2 separate regions of the Rattus norvegicus genome follow, and region 1 is linked to region 2. The links are chromatin contacts, called in public Hi-C maps. All regions are on one chromosome and are shown on one strand. The core of a region is the stretch at or near the end of the contact, and the rest is flanking DNA. Distances in the headings are between cores, read along the strand shown. Region 1 has its middle 140 kb from the start of Cth. Region 2 has its middle 140 kb from the start of Ptger3.

Region 1 (6,701 bases), core at 828-3,327, 110 kb before region 2:
ACCTGATGCTCTAACGCCATCTACAAAGGACAGCTGCTGGTGTGACCTGGCAGTGTGAACTGACGGAGAAGGTGGGCTATCAGGGTAAGCAGTGAGGTGGTATCTGTCACGGGTGTAGCAGAAGCGCTCAGATGTGACTCTGAACTGGGTGGATGAAGTACTTACTGCTCAGTGCCATTGTGCAGAGAACAGTGCCTCGGGAAACGACCTGACGCATAAGCATTTTAAAGCTGTAAAATAGAGCTAAAACGAAATGCTGTTTTTTTTTTCAGAGATGATTAATGGACAGCCTGGTCAAATTCAAAGCTTTCTGATGTATAAAACTTCTTAAATGGAACTACTCCATCAATAGGCAATGTGTAACCCAAATCTGTCTAGATGGATAGTGTGTAATATCTGCACAGGACTTAAGATTCTGTTTAGCAAATACATTACTGTACATGTCAGAAATCTTGCTCTAATAAAGGAACATAAAGATTAAAAAAAACAAAAAGAATATGGAGAGAAGCATTCCAGAACAGATGACGAAGGCACAAAGCTGATGAAATATCCTGCTATCTAGATCCAGAAAGGCTGATTAAACTGAGGCGAGGGGAGACAACTGTGAAGCCCAACACTGCTGTGTATTTGTGTACTGTGCATGGTCATGTTTGAATTACACTTTAGAACACCACAGAGAAGGGACAGGATCTTCCTGTAGGCACCAGAGACCAGCTGACTCCTAAGCCACAGTTCAGACCATGAGATGAAGGGAAACTGAGCGCTTCAGAGAACACCAGCAGCCCACACTCTACAGGAGCAAGGGTGTGGCTAAAAACCCTCAATCCTATATTAAAACAGCTTGGAGAAACAGTAATATGCCACCAACTGTGTGCACGCAGAGGTGAGAGTGTGCTAAAACTGTTATGTCATCTGTGACCAAGGCACACTTTCAACTTTCTCAGGAAAAGGACTAGAAGTAATAAAATGATAAACTTTAGAAGAAAATAAAAACAGGATCAACAACAAACTCAAAAAGATAGTTGAATTTGTTTGAGGCACTTGTGTGTGTGTGTGTGTGTGTGTGTGTGTGTGTGTGTGTGTGTGTTTAAATTAATTAATTAATTTATTTATATGAGTACACTGTAGCTGTCTTCAGACACACGGAAGAGGACATCAGATCCCATTACAGATGGTTGTGAGCCACCATGTAGTTGCTGGGAATTAAATTCAGGACCTCTTTAAGAGCAGTCAGTGATCTTAACCCCTGGGCCATCTCTCCAGTCCCTCATTTTTATTTTATTTTATTTTTTTTAAGTAAATTGATCAGTGTTGAGAACAGCCCTGCCTGGAGCATGCTATCATGAACTTTATAGTTCAGGTGAAGTTTCAGGTAAGTAAAGATCAATGCATGGATGCTTTTGGTGTTAAAACAATAAAAAGATTTAACAGAATTAGAAGTATTAAAAATTAAAACTAACAAAATGGATAAACTTCTGATTTGATTGTTCAACACAGAAGAGAAAAACAACACATTTTCTCAGCGGGAAGAGGGTTGCAGCAGCTGGGAAGTCAGTGCTGATGGGCAGTCCCAGTCTTTAGGAAGTGTGCACATCGGCTCATACTTGAGTGATAGATTGCAGCTACCCATACAGCATGGATAGACACTGACAGTGTAAAGCTGAGAGAGAAGATGGTTGGTTTTAGATTATGTTTGATTAGATCCAAAACTAAAAAAAAAAAAAAATCAAGTAGTACTTTATATCTGTGTACATGAAGGTTAAATATTGAAAAGTAATCAAAGAAAGGATAAATGGAAAATAAGTATCATGCATTATTCTGAAGTAGAGGGGGGAGTGGTAGTGGGTTGGTGTCACATGCTCTAATCCTTAGTCTTGGAGGTACAGTGTGGTGAAGCCGTGGCAGTGCTGTGTAGCCGTGGCAGTGCTGTGTAGCATTTGCAGTGCTGTGTAGCCATTGCAGTGCTATGTAGCCATGGCCATGCTGTGTAGCCATTGCTCTGGGTTGACATACTCTGTCCTGGAGGAAAGAGATTGTGCAAGTTTTTATAGAGCTCAGGAGTCCAGAAAGTTACAAGTCCACAGTTATCTAAGCAGTGACAGTTGTTGGCAGGAGAGGCTGCTTGGCCCAAGCTGCCTGTAGGTTGTGTACAGAGCTTCAGACACAAAGCGTTTGCAAGCTGTTGTCATGCTAGGTTGGGTTGGACTTTTCAGCAATTCAACTAACTGCCTGAGTCACGATAGCTCATGTAAGTAACCTCTCACCTATGCTCCCCACTATGGCACTGGTTTGTTAAGCTAGACTTGAGTGGAACCATATCTCTGGCCAGTCACTGAGGCTCTATCTGCATAAATAAACATTCCTTCATGTCTCTCCAAGAGTCACCGTCACACTAATGAACATGTTATACATAAAAGCTTCGAAAACTTTCATGTTTTATAAGTGGACTTTAATCTTTTACATTTATTTTTTTTTTGCTTGGGGAGGGGAGGTCAAGGACAACTGGCAGGACTCCATCTTCCTCACCCTGTGAGTCTCTGGCATTTATTCTCAGTGGAGGTTTGGTGGCAACCACCTTTACCTTTTGAGCCATCTCACTTGCCCTGAACTTTTAAAAATGTAACACATTCTCTCTCTCTGTCTCTCTGTCTCTCTCTGTCTCTCTATGTCTCTGTCTCTGTCTGTCTGTCTGTCTGTCTGTCTCTCTCTCTCTCTCTCTCTCACACACACACACACACATGGATATTTGTTATAAAATCTGAGAGAGGATTCTGACATCTGCATTGTGAATCCTTATCACTTCTACTTACATAAAGTATGTAGTCATTTACTTGTTTGAGCAGGGTCTCTCTACATAGTCCTGGAACAAGCTGTGTAGTCTAAGCTGGTCTTGAACTCACAGAGATCTGTCTGATTCTACCTCCTAAGTGCTGGGATTAAAAGCTAGGTGCCAAGCTCTTGGGCTAATATCCACTTCTCAGTGAGGACATACCATGTGAGTTCTTTTGTGACTGGGTTACCTCACTCAGGATATTTTCTAGTTCCATCCATTTGCCTAGGAATTTCATGAAGTCATTGTTTTTAATAGCTGAGTAGTACTCCATTGTGTAAATGTACCATATTTTCTGTATCCATTCATCTGTTGAAGGAAATCTGTTTTTTTCCAGTTTCTAGCTATTATAAATAAGGCTGTTCATATACAGCAAACCAGTTGCTAACATTAAACTAAATGGAGAGAAACTTGAAGCAATCCCACTAAAATCAGGGACTAAACAAGGCTGCCCACTCTCTCCCTACTTATTCAATATAGTTCTTGAAGTTCTAGCCAGAGCAATCAGACAACAAAAGGAAATCAAGGGGATACAGATTGGTAAAGAAGAAGTCAAAATATCACTATTTGCAGATGATATGATAGTATATTTAAGTGATCCCAAAAGTTCCACCAGAGAACTACTAAAGCTGATAAACAACTTCAGCAAAGTGGCTGGGTATAAAATTAACTCAAATAAATCAGTAGCCTTCCTCTACACAAAAGAGAAACAAGCCGAGAAAGAAATTAGGAAAACGACACCCTTCATAATAGACCCAAACAATATAAAGTACCTCGGTGTGACTTTAACCAAGCAAGTAAAAGATCTGTACAATAAGAACTTCAAGACACTGAGGAAAGAAATTGAAGAAGACCTCAGAAGATGGAAAGATCTCCCATGCTCATGGATTGGCAGGATTAATATGGTAAAAATGGCCATTTTACCAAAAGCAATCTACAGATTCAATGCAATCCCCATCAAAATACCAATCCAATTCTTCAAAGAGTTAGACAGAACAATTTGCAAATTCATCTGGAATAACAAAAAACCCAGGATAGCTAAAGCTATCCTCAACAATAAAAGGACTTCAGGGGGAATCACTATCCCTGAACTCAAGCAGTATTACAGAGCAATAGTGATAAAAACTGCATGGTATTGGTACAGAGACAGACAGATAGACCAATGGAATAGAATTGAAGACCCAGAAATGAACCCACACACCTATGGTCACTTGATTTTTGACAAAGGAGCCAAAACCATCCAATGGAAAAAAGATAGCATTTTCAGCAAATGGTGCTGGATCAACTGGAGGGCAACATGTAGAAGAATGCAGATCGATCCATCCTTATCACCCTGTACAAAGCTTAAGTCCAAGTGGATCAAGGACCTCCACATCAAACCAGACACACTCAAACTAATAGAAGAAAAACTAGGGAAGCATCTGGAACACATGGGCACTGGAAAAAATTTCCTGAACAAAACACCAATGGCTTATGCTCTAAGATCAAGAATCGACAAATGGGATCTCATAAAACTGCAAAGCTTCTGTAAGGCAAAGGACACTGTGGTTAGGACAAAACGGCAACCAACAGATTGGGAAAAGATCTTTACCAATCCTACAACAGATAGAGGCCTTATTTCCAAAATATACAAAGAACTCAAGAAGTTAGACCGCAGGGAAACAAATAACCCTATTAAAAAATGGGGTTCAGAGCTAAACAAAGAATTCACAGCTGAGGAATGCCGAATGGCTGAGAAACACCTAAAGAAATGTTCAACATCTTTAGTCATAAGGGAAATGCAAATCAAAACAACCCTGAGATTTCACCTCACACCAGTGCGATTGGCTAAGATCAAAAACTCAGGTGACAGCAGATGCTGGCGAGGATGTGGAGAAAGAGGAACACTCCTCCATTGTTGGTGGGATTGCAGACTGGTAAAACCATTCTGGAAATCAGTCTGGAGGTTCCTCAGAAAATTGGACATTGAACTGCCTGATGATCCAGCTATACCTCTCTTGGGCATATACCCAAAAGATGCCTCAACATATAAAAGAGACACGTGCTCCACTATGTTCATCGCAGCCTTATTTATAATAGCCAGAAGCTGGAAAGAACCCAGATGCCCTTCAACAGAGGAATGGATACAGAAAATGTGGTACATCTACACAATGGAATATTACTCAGCTATCAAAAACAACGAGTTTATGAAATTCGTAGGCAAATGGTTGGAACTGGAAAATATCATCCTGAGTGAGCTAACCCAATCACAGAAAGACATACATGGTATGCACTCATTGATAAGTGGCTATTAGCCCAAATGCTTGAATTACCCTAGATCCCTAGAACAAACGAAACTCAAGACGGATGATCAAAATGTGAATGCTTCACTCCTTCTTTAAATGAGGAAAAGGAATACCCTTGGCAGGGAAGGGAGAGGCAAAGATTAAAACAGAGACTGAAGGAACACCCATTCAGAGCCTGCCCCACATGTGGCCCATACATATACAGCCACCCAATTAGACAAGATGGATGAAGCAAAGAAGTGCAGACCGACAGGAGCCGGATGTAGATCGCTCCTGAGAGACACAGCCAGAATACAGCAAATATAGAGGCGAATGCCAGCAGCAAACCACTGAACTGAGAATAGGTCCCCTATTGAAGGAATCAGAGAAAGAACTGGAAGAGCTTGAAGGGGCTCGAGACCCCAAAAGTACAACAATGCCAAGCAACCAGAGCTTCCAGGGACTAAGCCACTACCTAAAGACTATACATGGACTGACCCTGGACTCTGACCCCATAGGTAGCAATGAATATCCTAGTAAGAGCACCAGTGGAAGGGGAAGCCCTGGGTCCTGCTAAGACTGAACCCACAGTGAACTAGTCTATGGGGGGAGGGCGGCAATGGGGGGAGGGTTGGGAGGGGAACACCCATAAGGAAGGGGAGGGAGGAGGGGGATGTTTGCCCGGAAACCGGGAAAGGGAATAACACTCGAAATGTATATAAGAAATACTCAAGTTAATAAAAAAAAAAAAAAAAAAAGAACTTCAAGTCACTGAGGAAAGAAATTGAAGAAAACCTCAGAAGATGGAAAGATCTCCCATGCTCATGGATTGTCAGGATTAACATAGTAAAAATGGCCATTTTACCAAAAGCGATCTACAGATTCAATGCAATCCCCATCAAAATACCAATCCAATTCTTCAAAGAGTTAGACAGAACAATTTGCAAATTCATCTGGAATAACAAAAAACCCAGGATAGCTAAAAGTATTCTCAACAATAAAAGGACTTCAGGGGGAATCACTATCCCTGAACTCAAGCAATATTACAGAGCAATAGTGATAAAAACTGCATGGTATTGGTACAGAGACAGACAGATAGACCAATGGAAGAGAATCGAAGACCCAGAAATGAACCCACACACCTATGGGCACCTGATTTTTTACAAAGGAGCCAAAACCATTCAATGGAAAAAAGATAGCATTTTCAGCAAATGGTGCTGGTTCAACTGGAGGTCAACATGTAGAAGAATGCAAATCGATCCATGCTTATTACCCTGTACATAGCTTAAGTCCAAGTGGATCAAGGACCTCCACATCAAACCAGGTACACTCAAACTAACAGAAGAAAAACTAGGGCAGCATCTTGAACACATGGGCACTGGAAAAAATTTCCTGAACAAAACACCAATGGCTTATGCTCTAAGATCAAGAATTGACAAATGGGATCTCATAAAACTGCAAAGCTTATGTAAGGCAAAGGACATTGTGGTTAGGACAAAATGGCAACCAACAGATTGGGAAAAGATCTTCACCAATCCTACAACAGATAGAGGACTTATATCCAAAATATACAAAGAACTCAAGAAGTTAGACCGCAGGGAGTCAAA
Region 2 (6,222 bases), core at 4-2,503:
CTAGGCTCAGCTGCCTCCTCAATACATCAATTCAAGAGACAACTAATAGTGAAAAGCTGGGAAAAGAGATTAATTCAATGGTCTCATTCAGAAGAGAAACTGGAAAAGAAATCTAGTAACCACACCTTCCCAAGTGCATCATGGGAAGGGCCCCATCATGAGGTCTGTATTTAAATAGAGGGTAAGAAGTGTGCATAACTTAACAGTTGGGGCAAAGACGTAGCTCCTTCTGTCTTTGTCTCTGTTCTCATGTCTCTTCTGCAAAGTGTTCTGACAAGTTATCAGAATTGTGTGACATCTCTTTCTGGTAGGCAAGTACCCCCTCTGGCTGACACCAGGCTCCCAGCATGAGATTTCTGGGGAAATACCAATTTCCGAGGTTCATCATCTTAATAGTCTTAATAGCCAAAAGAAGAGGCACCAGGAGTCCCTTCCTCTTGCCTGGAAGGTTGTAATTGTTTCCATCTCTGTGAAATGATCAGTGGAAGCAAACCACAGTGGACCTTCAGTGCCTGAACATCACAGCTGCTCTTTCCCTTTCGATGAGGATGGTTTTCGTTCATTTCATTGTATATCACCCTCAGGAAGAACATAGAGAGAGGGAAAAAACACAAAATGAAATCCAGTCCCTAAGGTAACCAGTACTTCTAATTGATATAGTATCATGTTGTACTCTGAAAACTTATCACTGTGGTTTCAATTCTTCTGCTATTAGTAAAGACTTGAACCTTAATCAATGCCCAGCACAGTGAAAGCTGTGAAGGGTCTCTGTACAACAGAGCTGTGGAGTTGAGAATGTTTGCCAGAGACTTGGGAAAACTTAGGTAAGCTGTTCTAAGCTGGTATCTCTTATGCTCATAGGTAATTAGAGGCAAAAGAATATGTTATGTGAGATAGTTGTGACAATTAGGACTACATTACTGCCAGATAGGTTGGTATTCTGTACCTAATTGGATCCAAGTGGCCAGACCCTGGCAACTACGGTTGCTCAAGTGTCAAGCAGGGTGGTACCTGTTTCAGCTACCCAATACAGCTCTTTGCAGAACAAAACAGCAACAGAATTACTCCAAACTCTTGCAGGAAGAATTAATGTTCACTGAAGTTCTAGTGAAGTTTTGAAATCACTGGATTATTTGTTTTTCTCACGTGAATGCTTTTGCGTAAGTCGAAACTTTGATAACTATCAACTGGATAGCAAACACAGAGAGGTGTTACACACAGCAGATGTTGAGACTTTGTATTTTCAGCTTTTTCTACTTACTCACGTGATGGGAACAAGAACCTGCTGCCTTCCAGTAGCCCTGAGAGCAGAGAGGGCTGACTCTGCAGGCCTTGGCCGAGAGAGAGAGAGAGAGAGAGAGAGAGAGAGAGAGAGAGAGAGAGAGAACGAAACAGAGACAGAGACACACAGAGAGAGACAGAGGCAGAGAGACAGAGAGAAACAGAGACAGAGACACAGAGATAGGGACAGAGAGAGAGTGAGACAGAGAGATCTGTAAGACAGACCCACCCTCACACTGAACTTCAACCTTGGCTCCTGACATTCATAGATCGCCAGTCAGAAAGTGAATGGTGAGCCAAGTGAACTATGCAATGTCACCCTTCTAAACTAGGCAGCATGACCATAAATTTGGTCAGCTTTTTAAATGAGAGCTGGAGGAATTATCTACGTATTTCCACATTCCATTCCATGTCCTGGAGGACATGGCTTGTCACTTGCTGTTAGTTTTCTGCAATTTCTTTTTGATGGCTTCTTCACCTATGTGTCTTACAATTCCTTGGCTTTGTTTTCATCAGTGTTGTGAAGTTTCATATCTCTTGCAAGTTGTACAATTTTAATTGACACAGTGTTTCGTTGGCACTGGAGGCCCATTCAATAAAAGCTATTTCCTCCTGGTGGAAAGAAATCTACCTCTGAGTGGAGACAGTGGTGTTCCATAAAGATTAATCCCATTGGGCAGGTCAGTCACCTGACCAAGGATAGGAGGAACAATTATCCCTTTAGATAAATGTCCCAGTGAAGGCTTCTATTGCTGTGATGAAACTCCATGACCAAAAGCAAGTTGGGGTTAAGGTTAGGGTTCGATTTACACATCCATGTTGCAATCCATCACTGAAGGAAGTCAATACAAGAACACGAACAGGACAAAAACCTGGAGGTAGAAGATTTTCTCATCATGGCTTCCTTAGCCTTCTTTCTTTTAGATCCCAGAACCAACTGCCCTGGCATGGCACCACCCACAAAGGCTGGGCCCTTCCCCATCAATCACTAATTAAGAAAATGTCCTACAGCCAGATGTTCTGTGGGTGTTTTCTTCATTGTAGGACCCTCCTTTCTGATAACTTAAGCTCGTGTCAAGTTGACATAAAACTGGCCAGAACAGAAATTTTGCCCCTGCAAGTCATTCCAGAGCCTTCCTCGGATTCTGTTAGGTCTGTCCCCCTTTCCAACTCAAAAAAGGATGATTAACCCTTTAAAAATTACATATTTTTCTATTTTTCAGATTAAGATGTAATTACATTATTCCCCTTCCTCTAACTGCTTCCCTTAACGCCTTTTTCTTTTTTCTTTAATTGTTGATATATGTATATATCACATAAATTCCTAAATATATAAAATATAACCTGCTTAGTTTATATAACTTTACTCGTGTATATGTGATTTCATGGCTGACCACTTGGAATTAGATAACCAGTTGGTTATATTTTTCTGGGAGACCATTTCTCCTGCTCTCAACATTCCTTAGTTGGTTGTGGCTCTTTGTGTAGGGTTGAGGCCCTGTGAGCTTTCTCCAGTTCACATGAGCATGTCTGTTATCTGTTGTGTCTGCCTTGCTCAGGTCCTGTTTAGGCAGCCATGTTGATGATCCTATATACATAGCTGTAGCTTCTAGGAGATGTAATCTCACAGCACACCTCCTGCTCCTCTGACTCTTACAGTCTGTAAGCTCTCTTCTGCTACAGTTCCTGAGCCTCTTTTGTTGTCTTTTGTGCCTTTGTTTAAGACACTGGCCAGAGGGGTTGGGGATTTAGCTCAGTGGTAGAGCGCTTGCCTAGGAAGCACAAGGCCCTGGGTTCGGTCCCCAGCTCCGAAAAAAAAAAAAAAAAAAAAAAAAAAAGACACTGGCCAGATGTTTTATCTGGTGCTCTGGGTTACTCCACTCTTTCTCTAAAGCTCCCTCCCTCCCTCCAAGCCATTCAAGTCAATTGTTTGCCGTCTGCTGCTGTGGATGTCCAGGCCTAACTCAGAAACCGAGGTTTTCTCTCCTTCTCTCCATCCTCCTTCTCCAGGCAGCTGCTGAGATTTACGGTCCCCTTGCTCTGTTTTGTTTTGTTTCTTTTATTCTTATTCTGAAATCTCAAGCCGAAGATGCAAAATTTAAAATGAAAGTAATATCGAAACATTCCACTTGAACTCTCTATAGAAGATGTAAAACAAGTTTGAAGCCTGGATCCCTTGGGGAGTCGTTTTTATAAAGATTCACTCTTCCCTTGTATAATTTTAAAGCCAATCTAACCACAAAGGTCACTTACTACATCCAGGGGTGGTAGCTTCCCCTGCTTGTCATGGATTTACTTGCTAATGGAAGTTTTTTTTTTTTTCTCTCTCACAGCTGGAATACTTTCCCTCATCCATCTTTGCTCAGTGTGTGATCTGGTTCAGCTCAAGACAGTAACTTCAGAATACTGATAGCACTGCATAAGGGAAGTGTTACACCATCTGCAGATGAGGAAGCTCAGCCGATTGTCTCCATGTGCCCCAGGGTCACACACCGGCTCACACAGAACCTCACCTTGCTCTCGTGATAGAATTCAAGTGAGGCAGAGAATTCGACCGCCAAAAATAGAACCAAAACAAAATCCAAAGCACGGGTTCCACCCTAGCCAGCTGCCTTCGAGAACCACAGGTCCTCGCAAATTGTTTTAGGCTAATGGGGGCTGTGTTTACAGCTGAGTGGCAAGATCTACTACTGAGTTGTGAAATCATCTTGGTGGATAGCAACACACTTGTTTTGAAAATAGCTTGGGAAAGACTAGAATAAAGGACGATAAAAAAAAGTTGAAGCACCTCATACCTAGAACAAATGAACATTGGGATCATCACGCATAGCCAGGACAGAGATGAGAGGTCTTTGTGGTAACAGTAACAGCCCCAGTCAATGGTGAGCAAATGAGTGAGTGAGTGTGTGTGTGTGTGTGTGTGTGTGTGTGTGTGTGTGTGAAGAAGCTCACAATTGCTGTGTGTGCTCAGCACACAGAGAGGTGACATAAGAGGTGAAGCTGGACCCTGACCAGGAGTTGTACTGAGTTATGAGTAACAACATTCTTCTGCAGACAGTGAACCACAATAGGCTCTTGCTCTCAGAGGTGTCATGACAGGACATCTGAGAGTTGTGCAGAAGGCTCATCCCAGCAGTAAGCAGACAGCAGTTGCAGCGGACAAGGAACAAGGCCTGTGTACACCTGCTTTCTTCTGCTCCAGGACTTAGCACATGTGGCGCATGCTGCCTACGTCTCTCATAGCTTCTGTGACAGTGCTCTGGCCCTGAGCTTCTCATTTCCCATATATCAGCAAAATTTCTTGACACCCCCCCCAAGGTCCCTAAATTGAGTATCATGCTCATGACAATATAATTAATGTGCTTTTAGTCAATGTTTGCGTCCTGCAGAAGGAATGTGTGCTGTTCGTGGGAGCATCTCACAGTTCAGCCTGTCTCACACCCTGCTGTTTAATATGTGAAGGGTTAGTGACACCACGGAAGGAGAACTTCAGCACAAAGGATCTTAGAAAGGGAAGCCAGAGGGACTCGGGGTTTTTCCAAGCAAAGAGCAACAAAATAAATATCAAACCATTCTTCCTTTAAATACACATTATTCCACATGTGCTCTGGGGCCAGGGACTGTTCTGGACCTGGGAAACTGACACACCTAAGACATGGTGTCCTAACAGGACATGGCTGGCAACTGGAGTAATTTTTAGAGATAACATTTCCTCCTGCTCACAGCACTTTATATACATTACTTTATATACATTACTCTGATAACTTTATGAGGCAGTCAGGAGCTGTTATTGCTGTTCTATAAGTAATAAAACTTAAGCTACACAGAGTAAGTACCTTGCTTGAGCACCACTGTATGTGACAGAGCTGGGGTTTGGTCTTTAATGCATCGCATCGGATCCTGCCTGAGACTGGGACACAGGTAGGAAACAAACCCCCAAGAAATAACACAGTTCAGCTGTGCACGCACCACCTACAACTGACACAGAGATGACTGTCTGTCCACAGGGGCAAGTCCTAGTAGGAGTCCAGAGGAGATGATCAGGGAAGGAGCCTCAGGAGAGCCATGTATAATGGAACACTAAAGGAGATACTGTGCATTGCCTTATGCGAAGAGCGCTGATGGGCATCCCAGGGGTCAGGCTCTCAAGGCAGGAGAATAAACTGTACTCTGGGAATGTGGTAATGCAATAGGTTTGGGGTCTCTGGAGAATACTTGAAGTCAGAGAGTTAGAGGATATACAGGAAGCTCCCGGACAGATCATCAGCAGACAGTTGTCTGCCATTTTATGGGTTCAAGTCTTGAGCCTGAAGGTTAGAGAGACATGATGCACCATAAGTAAGAGGGAGCTGAGACAGCATCCAAGATTAGATCTCTGTTTAGTACCAAGGACAGAATGGACAGGGATGGGCAAAGGAGAGAAGGGAGAGGAGAAATCTGAAGCCAGCAGCTATCACCAGGAGAGCATGAGGCAGTAATTGTGGGCACTGAAGCCAAGGACTTAATAACACTGTAATTCGGAGAAGTGCTGGGTATAGGATGAAGTAGGAGTCAAGTTTAGGATATTTTCAAGCTTCTTGACTTAAAAACAGGGCCACTAGATGGGTAAACTTTGGTTCGAGCATACTTTATGAAGGATATGCTAATTTTTTTGGTATAAAGTCATATGCTTCATTATGTGGGGTGCCTAGTAAAAGCTTGAACCACACAAACGCTAGAGAAAGCCACGGATGTGAAAGAAGTCACCAGCAAGAGGAGAAAACCAAGGTCCCACTGAAGGGCTGAGCACACACAGGGCTTTGGGGTGACAGTGTAGCTATCAAATCAGGCAGTGGGGGCACAGCTCTTCGTAGCTTTCTGCCTGAACCTGTCTTAATATAAGCCTCTCGAAGGAACCAGGCCCATATTGCTTACTGCAGGTTTGAGCTATACAAGAAGCTC

Evidence for each region. A called contact is a pair of places that touch in the nucleus more often than the background predicts.
Region 1: a Hi-C map of liver shows a contact between it and region 2, with 3 times the contacts expected there. The contact joins two enhancer-like sites. A contact is called at or near these places in 2 of 12 Hi-C or Micro-C datasets (kidney and liver).

The regions. Positions count from the first base shown.
Region 1 is chr2:249,513,992-249,520,692 of GRCr8, reverse strand. No RefSeq gene overlaps it. Among named protein-coding and RNA genes, the nearest start is that of Cth, 140 kb to the left of the region's middle. Within about 2 kb of position 2,077, at least 3 of the 93 cell types and tissues checked have an H3K27ac peak or open chromatin away from gene starts, as enhancers often do. A contact at or near this core is called in liver, where this site is marked.
Region 2 is chr2:249,400,297-249,406,518 of GRCr8, reverse strand. It overlaps a transcript of Ptger3 not described here. Among named protein-coding and RNA genes, the nearest start is that of Ptger3, 140 kb to the right of the region's middle. Within about 2 kb of position 1,253, at least 4 of the 93 cell types and tissues checked have an H3K27ac peak or open chromatin away from gene starts, as enhancers often do. A contact at or near this core is called in liver, where this site is marked.